Linked DNA regions of Culex quinquefasciatus: region 2 is linked to region 1. The links are chromatin contacts, called in public Hi-C maps. All regions are on one chromosome and are shown on one strand. The core of a region is the stretch at or near the end of the contact, and the rest is flanking DNA. Distances in the headings are between cores, read along the strand shown. Region 1 holds the start of LOC6052936. Region 2 holds the start of LOC6048478 (BLOC-1-related complex subunit 5).

Evidence for each region. A called contact is a pair of places that touch in the nucleus more often than the background predicts.
Region 2: a Hi-C map of whole body shows a contact between it and region 1, with 6 times the contacts expected there. The contact joins the promoter of LOC6048478 here to the promoter of LOC6052936 in region 1. A contact is called at or near these places in 2 of 2 Hi-C or Micro-C datasets (both in whole body).

The regions. Positions count from the first base shown.
Region 1 is chr1:100,784,094-100,790,551 of VPISU_Cqui_1.0_pri_paternal, reverse strand. LOC6052936 reads right to left here and starts at 3,612. Exons shown (of 8, transcript XM_038266873.1): 1 at 3,460-3,612.
Region 2 is chr1:100,948,440-100,954,890 of VPISU_Cqui_1.0_pri_paternal, reverse strand. It overlaps LOC6048478 (BLOC-1-related complex subunit 5), which reads left to right and starts at 4,303. Exons shown (of 5, transcript XM_038255156.1): 1 at 4,303-4,479. It overlaps LOC6048477, which reads right to left. Exons shown (of 6, transcript XM_001865353.2): 2 at 6,141-6,451; 3 at 5,821-6,084; 4 at 5,661-5,758; 5 at 5,483-5,605; 6 at 3,762-4,162. The coding sequence ends at 3,791. LOC6048476 (glycosaminoglycan xylosylkinase homolog) reads left to right here and starts at 2,121. Exons shown (of 4, transcript XM_001865352.2): 1 at 2,121-2,616; 2 at 2,673-3,030; 3 at 3,091-3,496; 4 at 3,556-3,779. The coding sequence starts at 2,263. The coding sequence ends at 3,757. LOC6048472 (transmembrane channel-like protein 5) reads left to right here. Exons shown (of 6, transcript XM_038251636.1): 5 at 284-1,293; 6 at 1,354-1,552. The coding sequence ends at 1,400.

The DNA of each region.
Region 1 (6,458 bases), core at 2,363-4,862:
TATACACTCAAACCCCGATGGTTTGACACCAACTGTTGTCAAACGAACGGGGTCACGTTTTAGTTTGACACCCCTTTTACACGAAGTTCACACACACTACCAAACGTTTGTTTTGATAGTGTGCGTGAGCGCTGTGTAAAAAGTGACAGTTCGTCACTTTTTAGTTTGACTTTGACCAACCAACGGGGTACAAACTAAAAAAGTGTCAAACGAAACAGTGACCAACCACCGGGGGTTGAGTGTATTATTTTTGTATGGACGGCTGCCAAATTTGTATGGAAAATTATATGGAAAAACTAATGAAGCTAAATGGATTCTTTGGGTATACCGAAGGCACCAAAAAAGTTTAATCCGGCAATTTTGTCAACTGAAACTTCAACTAGAGCAATTCTCTACGAAATCAGTATTATTTTTTTTTTATTTTTTTGTATTTTTTAATCCGACTGAAACTTTTTTGGTGCCTTCGGTTTGCCCAAAGAAGCCATTTTGCATCATTAGTTTATTCATTTAATTTTCCATACAAATTTGGCAGCTGGTCATACAAAAACGATGTATGAAAATTCAAAAATCTGTATCTTTTGAATGAATTTTTTAACCGATTTGTTGTTTTGGGCAAAACTGTAGGTATAGATACGGACTACACTGAAAAAAATAAAACACGGTAAAAAATAGGTGATTTTTTATTTAACTCTTTGTCACTCAAACTTGATCAAACTTGACTTGATCAAATGCCAACATTTCAGAAATTTCCAGGTTGTGCAAAAAATCTTTGACCGAGTTATAATTTTTTTAATCAATACTGATTTCTTAAAAAAAATCAAAATATTGGTCGCAAAAAATTTTCAACTTCATTTTTGTTGTAAAATCAAATTTGCAATCAAAAAGTACTGGAAGTGAAATTTTGGTAAGAGGCACCGTTTTCAAGTTAAAGCCATTCTTAGGTAACTTTTTAGAAAATAGTCGCAGTTTTTTCATGTTTTTAAATTAGTACACATTTTTGCACACTTTTGAAAAAAATATTTTTGAGTAGCTGAAAAAATTCTCTAAGTTGCTGAGATATTGCCATGCAAAGCTTTAAAAACATGAAAATTTATGTTATCTAAGTCTTACCCAAACAACCCATCATTTTCTAACGTCGATACCTCAGCAACCAATGGTCCGATTTACAATATTAAAATATGAAACATTCGTGAAATTTTCCGATCTTTTCGAAAACAATATTTCCAAATTTTTAAATCGAAACTAACATTTCAAAAGGGCCAAATATTCAATGTTACGCCCTTTTAAAATATTAGTCTTGGTTCAAAAATTTTGAATGTATTTTTTTCGAAAAGATCGGAAAATTTCACGAATTTTTCATATTTTAACATTGTAAATCGGACCTATAGTTGCTGAGATATCGACTGAGAAAATATTTTTTCAAAAGTGGGCAAACATGTGCACTGATTTAAAAAAATTAAAAACTGCTACAATTTTCATAAAAGTTACCTAAGAATTGCTTTAACTTGAAAACGGTGCACTTTATCAAAATTTCACTATGGTACTTTTTGATTGCAAATTCAAATTTACATCGAAAAATTCAGTTAAAAATTTCGATTTTCCAAAAAAATCTGGATTGATTCCAAAATTTATAACTCGGTCAAAGATTTTTGCACAACCTGGAAATTTCAGAATAGTTGGCATTTTATGGCCCATAAAACATATATACAAAATAAAAATAGTGATTTTTTGCAAATCAAGTTTTAATAACAAAAAGCTAAATTTTAAATCACAAAAAAATACCATGTATCATTTTTTTTCGGTGTAGTCCTTATCAATTCCTACAATTTTTCCGAAGTCACCAAATCGATCAAAAAATTCCTTCCAAAGATTAAATTTTAGTATTTTTATAAATCATTTTTGTATGGACGGTTGCCATTTTTTCACAAAAGCTTATTTTCCCAATATCTGTTTATTTTTTGAAATTTTTATGTGTTTTAGGGGACAAAAACTACTCACTTTAAAGTCATAGAGAAATATCGTCAAATATTTTGCTGTGTGATATAGTGATTTCTGGGAAAAAAAATTCATACATATGTACAATCTTTTGACCTAATTTTTTTAATTAATCAGATATTTTCATAAATTGTTTCGTTTTCAAGGTATAGTCACTGTAAATTCGATTTCAGCGTAATATTTGAAGTTAGAGCGTCCAATTTCCCGTCCCGGGAAAAAATTCCGGGTATTTCCTGAAAAAAAAAATATTTCCCGTTTCCCGGGAAATTTCTAAACTTCCCAGGAATTCCCGAAATTCAAGCGGAAATATACATTTTCCTAAATTTTTGGAACTATTTTTTGAAATTGCTCTGAAAAAATAATAAATGAACAAACTCAACAAGATTTTGTTCAATTAAATGTACTGTTCGGTTTATATATAATTACGCTCTGTTTGAAGTTATTCAATTTTTAAAAAAAGTTTGTGACCATTTCTGATTTTTTCTAAGGTTCAGAAAATTTGCTATAAAGGCAGCAGTCTATCGTGCTTTTTGAAAAAAAGCTAACACTCACTGTCAGCAGAACAGACTGCTTCGTAACAAATCCACACTGGCTCATAGTGTCCGAAAATATGGGCTTTTATGTACAAATTTTATGTACAACGGTAAAAAACACGATTAAAAAACATTTCTGATCACTTTTTTGACAAGACAACATCTTAAGATGGGTCAACTATGGTCCCCTTGGAACGAGCTGTCAAGTAGGATGCTTTCTGTCAAGAAGGGCTTCGATTTTTTTTTGAATCGATAAAAAAATCATTTTAGATCCTATGCGGTCGTACAAAGGGTTATTGTATTCAGAAAAATAATCTTCAACGTTGTAAACAATAATACTACCAATTTAAGCTTAATTTTGGGACCCAATTGGTTTCTTTGATTGAAATTTACGCTGAAAAAAAAGCTCACCTTAAAGGATAACATTTTACGGAATTCCTCTTTTTATGTAATTTTACCTGTACTTATGACAAAATACATAAAAAAAATACACCCACGTTTTCGATTTTGAGTCGACGTTTTCGATTTTGAGTCGAACCACACACATCAGGGTGGGTCTACGACGATTTTACTGAAAAAGTTCATTTCTAGAGCCGAATTGTAGGGCTTCTTGAGATCTGATCTGATTTTTAATATTTAATACCGTAACGTGATGTTGATGATGTTTATTATTGGTTGAAATAGTAGAGTTTTCCTTCATTAAATGCATGACTGAGACAATTTGTTAGGTTCTCCGACCACGTATTAATAAATCTGCTGAATCAATGGTATCATATTCACCCTTTTGCTGACTCATGACATGTGGTTATGAAATCCGTGGGTTTATTTATTTAATCAATGTTTTTAACCCTTTTGACAAGCCTTGTACACAAAATATTCCTTATGAATAATGCTAAATTTGGACTGAGATTCGTAGTTAAAAAAATATTACATCAAAACTTCCGCACCACTTTCAGAACTTTAAAAACGCGAACCGAAACACCTTGACCATAGACACTGACTGACTCAAGGTCCCCCACTGCAAGGTGGTAGGAATGTTTTGGAAGAGTTTATTTCGCTTGTTATTATTCCAGCGCTCCAGTGTTTTGCTGTTTCATGTTTTCTTGACAGCTGATGCTCCTTAAAAATCATCGCAGCAGTATGACAGTCATTGCACTCCTGACACTTTTGCTGCATGGGTCTTTCTATGAATCTGTGTAACGGACGGACGGACGCAGCCAGTATTGTTACCATAGCGGTGAGGTTTGTTTCGGTTGGAAGTTGGACGAATAGAGAGAATAACTATTGTTTAATCATGTGCTTTGTAATGTTTTGTAAGTTAGATTTTTAGTTAGTAACTTATTAGCACAAAAAAATACTTTCGTGTACTAAGTGTGTTGTTTCGAAAAGTTCCTTATTGTGTGCAAACCTAAGAGGTAAGTTGCATCTTTTTTCAGTAAATGTAAACAGAGATGTTTTGTCGACGTTGTGTTGTTGTAACTGTAATTATGAGTTTACTCAACGAAATCTTGCTTGTTTACAGTGTATTCCAAGGCAAGGAAGCTTTAGATTCTTTAAAAATCTATAACGTTAAAATTTCTCCTTTGAAGAAATATGTATCATTCAAAAAAACCTGAATTCAATCCTATGTTGAAGACCGATTACATTCATTATTTCAGGTCAAATCCGATTGCAAATTTTATCCTTTTGCAAAAAAAAATAAGCAAAGAAGTGTCGCGTAAAGTTTTGGATTCGAAATACTGATCTTAATCAAGTGATAATGCAATCTTGTCACACGTGCTTTTTTGGTTACATTGAGTAAAGGGTGCCATTTTGTATAATTACCTATTGACCTTTAATTCAGGGGCTTGTTTTCGTTGGACGAACTGAGCCCGAAACCTAAACATGAGCTAAATGAGATTTAAGCCGTTTTATAAACAGCCAAACTTTTGCAGCATTTAAGGAAACAAGTAGAATTTTGTTAAAAAGAAAAAGTTTGCTGACATTTAAACACTCGTGCGTTCGGGCAGTCATGTTCACCCTATTTTATCATACAAATATTCTTACTTTTGGTGGAATTGTCCCAATTGGTCGCTTCCGGTGGCAAAATATCCAGGCTGTCAGAAGTCGAAAAAAAACCAAGAATTTCAAGAAAATCATGGTCCAAAAATTCATAAATTTTTAAAAATAAAAAAAAACTTCTGAAAAAATAGGAAATTAAAAAAATTAAAGAAGGAATAGACGAATCCAATTTGAAATGGCCGCTAGGTGGCCAATGGTGTTAGAAATGACAGCTTCCATGTATTTTAATATGGGAGCTCAGGAAAACTCAATTTTTAAGCAATAAAATGATTATTTATGATAAAAGTATTGATTGATTAGGTGCACAAAATGTGTCTAGAATAATATCAAAATAAAAACTGTTCGAAAAATTTGCAATCGAGATAAGTACATCATTCGATTCAGCAGGAATTTTGGGCACCAAAACTATATAGTTTTCATATGTTAAGTGTTTTATTTTAAAAGAAAATTAACAAAAAGTATGAAAATCCAGACATTTAGTATGGGAGCTGTCAAATCTCTCACCATCAATAAGCAGCGTGGAGCTTTTGCTGGATTTGTCTATTAAAAAAAGCATGTATTTCAAGAAGTGGAGTAACCGACGCAATTAGTGGTACACAATGTGTTTCATTTGGAGCGAACTGTCAAACTTCCACACAAATCGGGTGCTACATTTGAGAAAATAGAAACAAATCATCAAAAAAAAATTATAACTTCAAATATTAAAAGAATTTAAGAATTCTAGAAATTCAACAAATTTAAGAAGATCTAAGAATTCAAAACATCAATTTAAAAAAATCAAGATATTCGAAGATTTAAGAAGTTTTGAAATTTTTCTTAAAATCAACAAAGTAGCTAAAATAAAAAAAAATATAAATTTTAAAAATAAAAAAAAACCAATTAAAAAGACATTCAAGAAACTTATGAAGTTCATGAAAAATAAAAAAAAATAGAAACAATTTAAAAGATATTCTAGAAACTTCTGAACTGCCGCTCGAATCTAGTCCGTCCCATATGTAAAAAGTGAGTGCTGCGATAACGCCATGTGAAGCTCAAAAAATGTTACACCTTTTTTACATTTTTAATCAACAAATTTTCAATAGTGTTTTCAACAATTAATTCAATACTGGTTCAAAAAATACACCTACCCCAAATTTAACTTTAAAAAGCTAAAATTTACAGGTTAATTTGGTAAATTTTCGTGCTGGGACTGACCTGACTTTATTTGTCCACCAATAAAGGCAAGTCTGTCAGGTTATCAAGGTAGGCTTAAACATTTACAACAGAAATTTACCTGTCATTTGTTGGTTTGTTGTGGTAATTTTTGAAATATTTTATATTAAATATCTAAAAGTATGTTGATTTCAGGTTAATCTTATATGACGAATAGTTTTAGTAAAATTCCTGAGTATGAAACTTTACCCGGGACAAGACAGTCAATTTCTTTCGCTGCCGTGAGAGGAGATATATGAATGCACGTCTCAGCATATGGACCCTTAAAATCTGCGTTGGAAGATAAACCTCATCCAGAACCAGGACCAACCAACCAATAAGGAACATAACTGATTTTTTTCTTAAATTGTTACAATGGTATGTAGTTTATATTCTAACCGTGGTTGTCACTTGCATGAGGAAAAAGGCAGAATGGGTATCAAGTATTACTCTTAAAAATCTATGAATATTAATTAAATATCAACAACTACAGTATTTTTAAGTTCAACAGGCTCTTAGAGACATAATCTGTGAGTTGTTTAAAAAAATACACATTTTTTATCGATTTGTGAGACATTTCTAAACAAGAACTGACTTGCCTTTATTTTGCATATGGGACAGCACACAAGTCATTTTTATTTTGGAATTTCTAGAACAAACATGACTTTTTTATTTAAT
Region 2 (6,451 bases), core at 3,054-5,553, 160 kb before region 1:
GAACAAATGTTTGGAAAAACACCAAAAATACGCGATTCTCCACGAAATTCGCGCTCGGGGTCACCACTGTGGAGATCTTTATCGGTCGGACGGAATAAACGATTACTTAAGCGGTTTTAGTTTAACTAATTTTATTGTTAATCCGAGAGCGATTATCGCGACGTGTGTAACGGTTCGTCGCTGCGACACTTCTTGTCCTGACAGCTCGCGCATCCGTGCGGTTGTGTTGGTGAGGCCGTCAAGGGGTGCGCCGATGCCACAAATCTTAATCCGCTTCCCCTAGTCCAAACATCTCCCCTTCCAGAATCGAAGACTACCACCGCTCCTCAACGGCGCTCAACATCAACCTCCTGCGCAACTTCCTGCTGCAGCTGTGCATCGTCGGCGTCCTGATGTTCTACTGGCTCACCCGACCCTACGAGGGCTGCTGGGAGACCGCCATCGGGCAGGAAATCTACCGCCTCATCGTAATAGACTTCGTCGTCTCCGTTCTGTTCCTGACCTTCCTACAGGGCACGCGCTACGCCGCCAACCGCTTCTACAGCCGCTCAATCTCGCTGCCCGAGTTCTGCCTCACCAGCAACAGTCTCGGACTGGTCTACAACCAGACGCTGCTCTGGTTCGGGCTGCTCTTCTCGCCGATGCTGTGCGTGATCGTGGCCGTCAAGCTGTTCCTCATGTTTTACGTCAAGAAGCTCAGCCTGATATACTTCTGCAAACCGCCGAGCAAGCTGTGGCGCTCCAGCCAGACTCAAACCCTCTTCTTGGTTCTGGTGTTCGTCTCGATCTTCGGCGTCATCATAACCCACGCGTACATCATGACCAAGGTTCCCGTCAGTGACGTTTGCGGACCGTTCCGAGGCAACCAGTACATGTACAAGCTCTTCATGGAGGGCATCCTCAAGCTAAGGCAAGAGCACATCTTCTGGAAAATCTTCGTCTACGTCACCAAACCGGCCATCATCGGCGGCGTCCTGCTGACCATGGGCGTCATCACGTACTACCTGCGCGCCAAATCTAAAGCTCAAATCGCCAAAGTCAAGCTTCTTAAAGAACTCCTGTGCATGGAAGCAAAAGATAAAGAGTTCCTGTTGGCAAACATTAGCAAGATAACACGTGGAAAGGAGTGGAACTTTGACAAGGATTTGCTGAACGGGAGGAAGAACAGTGCCGACAAGTACTACAGCGATCCGAGTGCCACCTGGCGGTACGCGGACAGTCCCCGCAAGATTAGCGGGAACTCGGTGCTGCACGCGGGTGATGAGGAGGGTCCGACCAGTTCCGGCTATCAGCGTAAGTCGAGGGGGTCGTTTTCTGCGGATTGAGGATTTGAAGTTCTGATTTTTTCTTCAGGCATCGACGAGTTCACCGAGGAACGAGTGCGGATGAGGCGGTTTTAAGCAGCGATCGCGGAATGTTTGCTTCCTAAAGTTATGTATCTCCTTAATGAAATTAAGACACGATAGAGTTCTGAGGCAACTCAGTATTATGCGATATTTATATTTATTTTACACGTTATCCAATACATTTGAAAGTGTTTCGCACTTAAAAGCGACGTTTGTGTTGAGAATAGAGAAATTCCCTTATTCATAATGACATATAAACTGAATCATTCAAAGTGCACAGTACATGTCTGCCGAAGCTAGGATGCTGACGGAGCCTTTCAACCAAAACCGCGTTTGTTTGAATACTTCTTTCCTTTTGGATGATCTTCCCAAATCAACGAAAATGATCATAATCTTAACTGATTTCATTTAGTAGGAAACAAAAATGTTGCAAGTGTATCTTGAACAATTTTTTACATTTGTTGGTGGGCTTGTGTGAAATATATTTTTCTGACCATATTTATCCTACAAGTGCCTTCTGTCCTTCTTTATGAAGTCCGCATTAGAAGAAACCAAGACACTGAAACGTTAACTAATCTAACCTCAGTTGGATGTTGTCTTTTTTGTTTGTTTTGTTTGTTCGAAAATCAATATTAAGATTTTTTGGCAGTGCTGCCAGATTGTAATTATTTTTGTTAGAGCCATTCAATTTTTTGACCTCAGACAATATTTATTTCTACCACTGTTCCTCTTCAACCCCCTTTTTGTTTACCTATCTGTCAAAACAAAAACACGCCAAATTGTCTTCTCAGCACGCCATCAAAACATTCAGTCTCGTTCGCGCTGCCTGCCACACCACAACAAAAACACCAGACCAACCTCATCGCATGAACCCCCCGCGGCGGATTCGTTCCGGAGGCCCCGACCGGCCTCAACGATGACAAAACGCCACCGCCTGTACCTGCTGTTGACATTGGTCGCCCTGCTAGTCCTGCTGATATTCAGCACCAACTTTTACTTCATCCGGTGGCTCGCCGTGGACCAGGAACATCCCGTTCCGGCGCAGGTTCACTCGAGAAGTTTGGTTCCAGCGGTGAATGAGAGTGATGCATTGATGAAGGTGGTGGGACGGACCGCGTCGATTCAGCTGCTGGTCGAAACGCGGGTTGTTAAGTTGAAGACGGTGTTCAAGAACCGGAATCCAAGGTACGATCCGGTGAAGCGCGGGTTGGTGAGGTCGTTTGGAGCCAAAGGGTACAACATATCGACGGTGTGGAAGATTGCCAGCGGGGTGAGTTGGTTCAGGTTCGGTTTGGGGCTCAAGAATGATCGACGGTTTTGTTTTAGTGGCCCAGTGGGAATGAGATCTTCCCTCAGAAGGATGAGAAGATTGGGAAGGTGATACGGGCTCTCCAGGAGGCCCAGATTCTGCGGGCCAGGAATACTCCTCGGGGAACGCAGCTGAAACTAGTCTTTGATTTGGCCGGGAAGCAGTCCGTTCTGTTCAAGCCGAGCTGGTACGGTAGAGATGCTAGGCTTGAGGGCCCGGTCTACTCCGGCAAAGATCGACACAACTCCGAGGTCGTGGCGTTTCATCTGGGAGCGATTCTGAACCTGCGGTGGACTCCGATTGTCGTGGGTAGGAAAGTCTCTCTCACGGAGATCTACGCAATAGCTGACGACGAGCTGCGAGCGACGATGATCAGTAAAATCACGCTGAAATTCTACATTTTATTACCTTTTTACGATCAAACCTTATTTTTAGAAAACGATACGCGACAATGTGTCTACGGAAAGTGTCATTACTGCCGGCAGAGCGAAACCGTTTGTGACAGCTCGGAAGGGGGAACCTTGGAGGGGGCTTTGCTGCTGATCATTCCGGGAAAGTTCGCCAAGTATCGATCACCCTGGCAGCGAACCTACCAAAACGGGGTAAGTGCTGAATGGGAGCGGAACGATGGGTACTGCGCGAAGGTCAAGGAACAACTTCCGCTGGAGCGATTGCTGGACCTGATCGACGCAGCGGTGTTCGATTTCCTGATCCAAAATGGCGACCGGCATCACTACGAGACCAGGGAGGATCGGGTCTTGCTGATGGACAACGGGAAGGGCTTCGGGAACGCGTTCAAAGATCACTTTGACATCCTAGCCCCACTTTACCAGTGTTGCATGTGAGTCCAACCGCCAAACGTCAAAAATCTCAATTCTGACAGCTGTCAAACCATTTCAGGATCCGCCGGACCACGTGGGAGCGCCTTCTGATGTTCTCCGGCGGTGCCCTAACCGAAACTCTGCGCGAGTTGAATCAAATAGATCTGTTGAACCCCCTGTTAACCAAAGAGCACTACATCGGCCTGGAACGCCGACTTCTGTTGATCTACGCCACGGTAGAGCTGTGCCGCGAAAAGTATGGCAGCAAAATTTTAAAATAAAACATTTTAAAACCAACCAAAACCCCATCTTTATTAACTCTGACAAATCTCCTGCTTGTACATCAGCTTGAACCCCCGTCCCACGAGCTCCTCGTTGGACCGGAACGGCACCACGATCGGCCCGCCGCTGTCGTCCACGACCGGCGCGTTCTGACCGTAGTCCTCGCTGGTGGCACCGTCGTTGAGCCGTTCGCCGCACAGCCGCAGATAGTTGAGCGCCACAAAGTCGTCCGGACAGTTGTATATCTCAACGCCAGCTGTATTTGGGCGCGTCAAGCTGGCGCCATCTTCGTCAAAGTTGACCAACTGAAACGCGTTCTCCTCGCCGTACTCGTTCACGTTCGAAAAGGTCGTCGAGCAAAAGTTGGGCGTTCGTCGGATGCAGATGGCGTAGTTGAGGTTGTTCTGAAATGAAAGTAATCGAAATTGCGATCCGATTGGCAACACTTGACCAATGGTGAAAGCACGCAGCCAAAGTGTCAAACACAGTGCGGAAAAACATCGCAGGTCTGAATTTTGACAGGTTGCTGTATTTTGTTTTGTTTTGTTTACGTATTGCAGCCTTCAGACGACTGCAAAGTGTTTATCACCGTGTTATCAGTGTTGGGAATGAAAAAATAGTTTTTCGTAAAATTTTGATTAAAATGAAGATTCTTTGAGATGTTTTGTGGTGCAATGAAATTTAGTGTTTGCTGATAGTTTGACTGAAAAGTGCTGTCAAGGTAGGAACAAACAATAACTTGATTGAACTTGATACAGTTGCAGCAGTAATTTATGTTTAGTTATTGATTAAAGGTTTACAATGTTCTTTAAATATATTTTACTTAAAACTTGTAAACAGAAACTGACGTCAGCAGAATAAACTCTTTGTTTACAAATTCATTACGTTTCTTTTGATTTGCCTTGGATTACCTTTTTATGTTTATTTATGTTTTTAACAAAAACAATTGACAGTAGCCTTTAAGTAAAAATGTAATAAAAAATTTGCTTTTATCAGCTTCCATCAGGTCTTATTGAGAACAGGTCAAAACTGACATCAGTACAGAATCGACATCAGGCGGTAAACTGACGTCAGGTCAAAACTCAAATCAAACCAAAACTGATATCAGGTTAAAACGTATATCAGGTCGAAACCTACATCAGGTCAAAGCTGACATTAGGTCAAAGAAGTCATCAGGACAAAACTGACATTTGGTTAAAACTGACATCAAGTCAAATCTGACATCAGGTCAAATCCATCATCAGGTCAAAACTGACATCAAGTCAAAACTGACATCAGGTTGAACCATCATCAGGTCAAAACTGACATCAAGTCAAAACTGACATCAGGTTGAAATTGACATCAAGTAAAATCTAACATCAGGCTAGAACTGACATCAGGTCAAAGCTGACTTCAGGTCAAAGATGTCATCAGGTCAAAACTGACATCTTGTTAAAACTGACATCAGGTCAAATTGACTGACGTCAGGTTCAAACTGCAATGAAGTCAAAACTGACATCAGGTCAAAACTGACATCAAGTCAAATCTGACATCAGGTTAGAACTGACATCAGATTAGAACTGACATCAGGTTAGAACTGACATCAGGTAAGAACTGACATCAGGTCAAAACTGACATCAGGTTGACATCTAATTAAAATTGACATCTAGTCAAAATTAAAATCAAGTCAAAACTGACATCAGGTTCCATCTAACATTAGGTCAAACTAATCTTTCAGAACTTACCAAGTATCCTGGCTCCCTGCGCGTAACAAGCACCGAATGGTCATCGTAGTTGAAGGATTTGATGTAACCATTTACCCCAGTGAAGTACTGTAAACACCCTTCGGGTGCTTGAAGCTCTGAAAGCTTAAATTTAAATGTTTTCATTTATAAAGATCGCAAAATTGCGATTCCAACTCACTTGAATAATTCTAATATTGAACGCCTTCGGCTCATCCGAGTTTGAAACCGCTGTCAAGTACAAAAAGTGAGAATACTCTCGATCCACCTGTAGGTACACTGAACAAAAACGTAGCATTAATTTCACGTAGATTTCACACGGGAAATCATGCCCAACTCACAGTGCTGCCCACTGTTGATCCCGCACAGGATCGGATACGTTCGGTGAGTGTTCTGCACCGTCACGATCAGCTGATCCTCCAGACAGTTGCCCTCCCGCGGGGGTCCCATCTCGAAGAAGATGAGCTCCAGCAGCACCTGGCGCGTGTTCCAGCGCAGCGCCACCGTCAGGCTGCACGTCAGTTTGGTCCGGACCGCCGTCGGATAGCCCGGACTCTGGAAGTAGCTGATGTTCTGGGCCGTCTGGTCGTTGCATCCTAATTGGACTTGAAAAAGAGGTTTTCAAGGGAAACTAGTTCGAATAATAGCAAGCACAACTCACAGACACAGCAAACTCCGAACCCTCCGGCACACACATCCATCGGAACTCCACCCAGCTGGCTGCACTGCACCTCGTGATAGCAGATCCCTTGCAACGGACTGCCCAAATTACCCTGCCGTGCTACGCACGGAGCATTCTCAAAGTTGACTACGTTGAACAGGCTAAACAGTGTCAGCGGAGACTTGAGCTTCTCGATCACCCTGGACTCGGTCGAGTTCGGCACAAAACTGTTCAACAGCAGCTTCTTCAGTCGATCACCCAGCAAGTCCAGCGTCTGCTCGACCCTCGTCGGAGGTCGCATCACGTTCTGG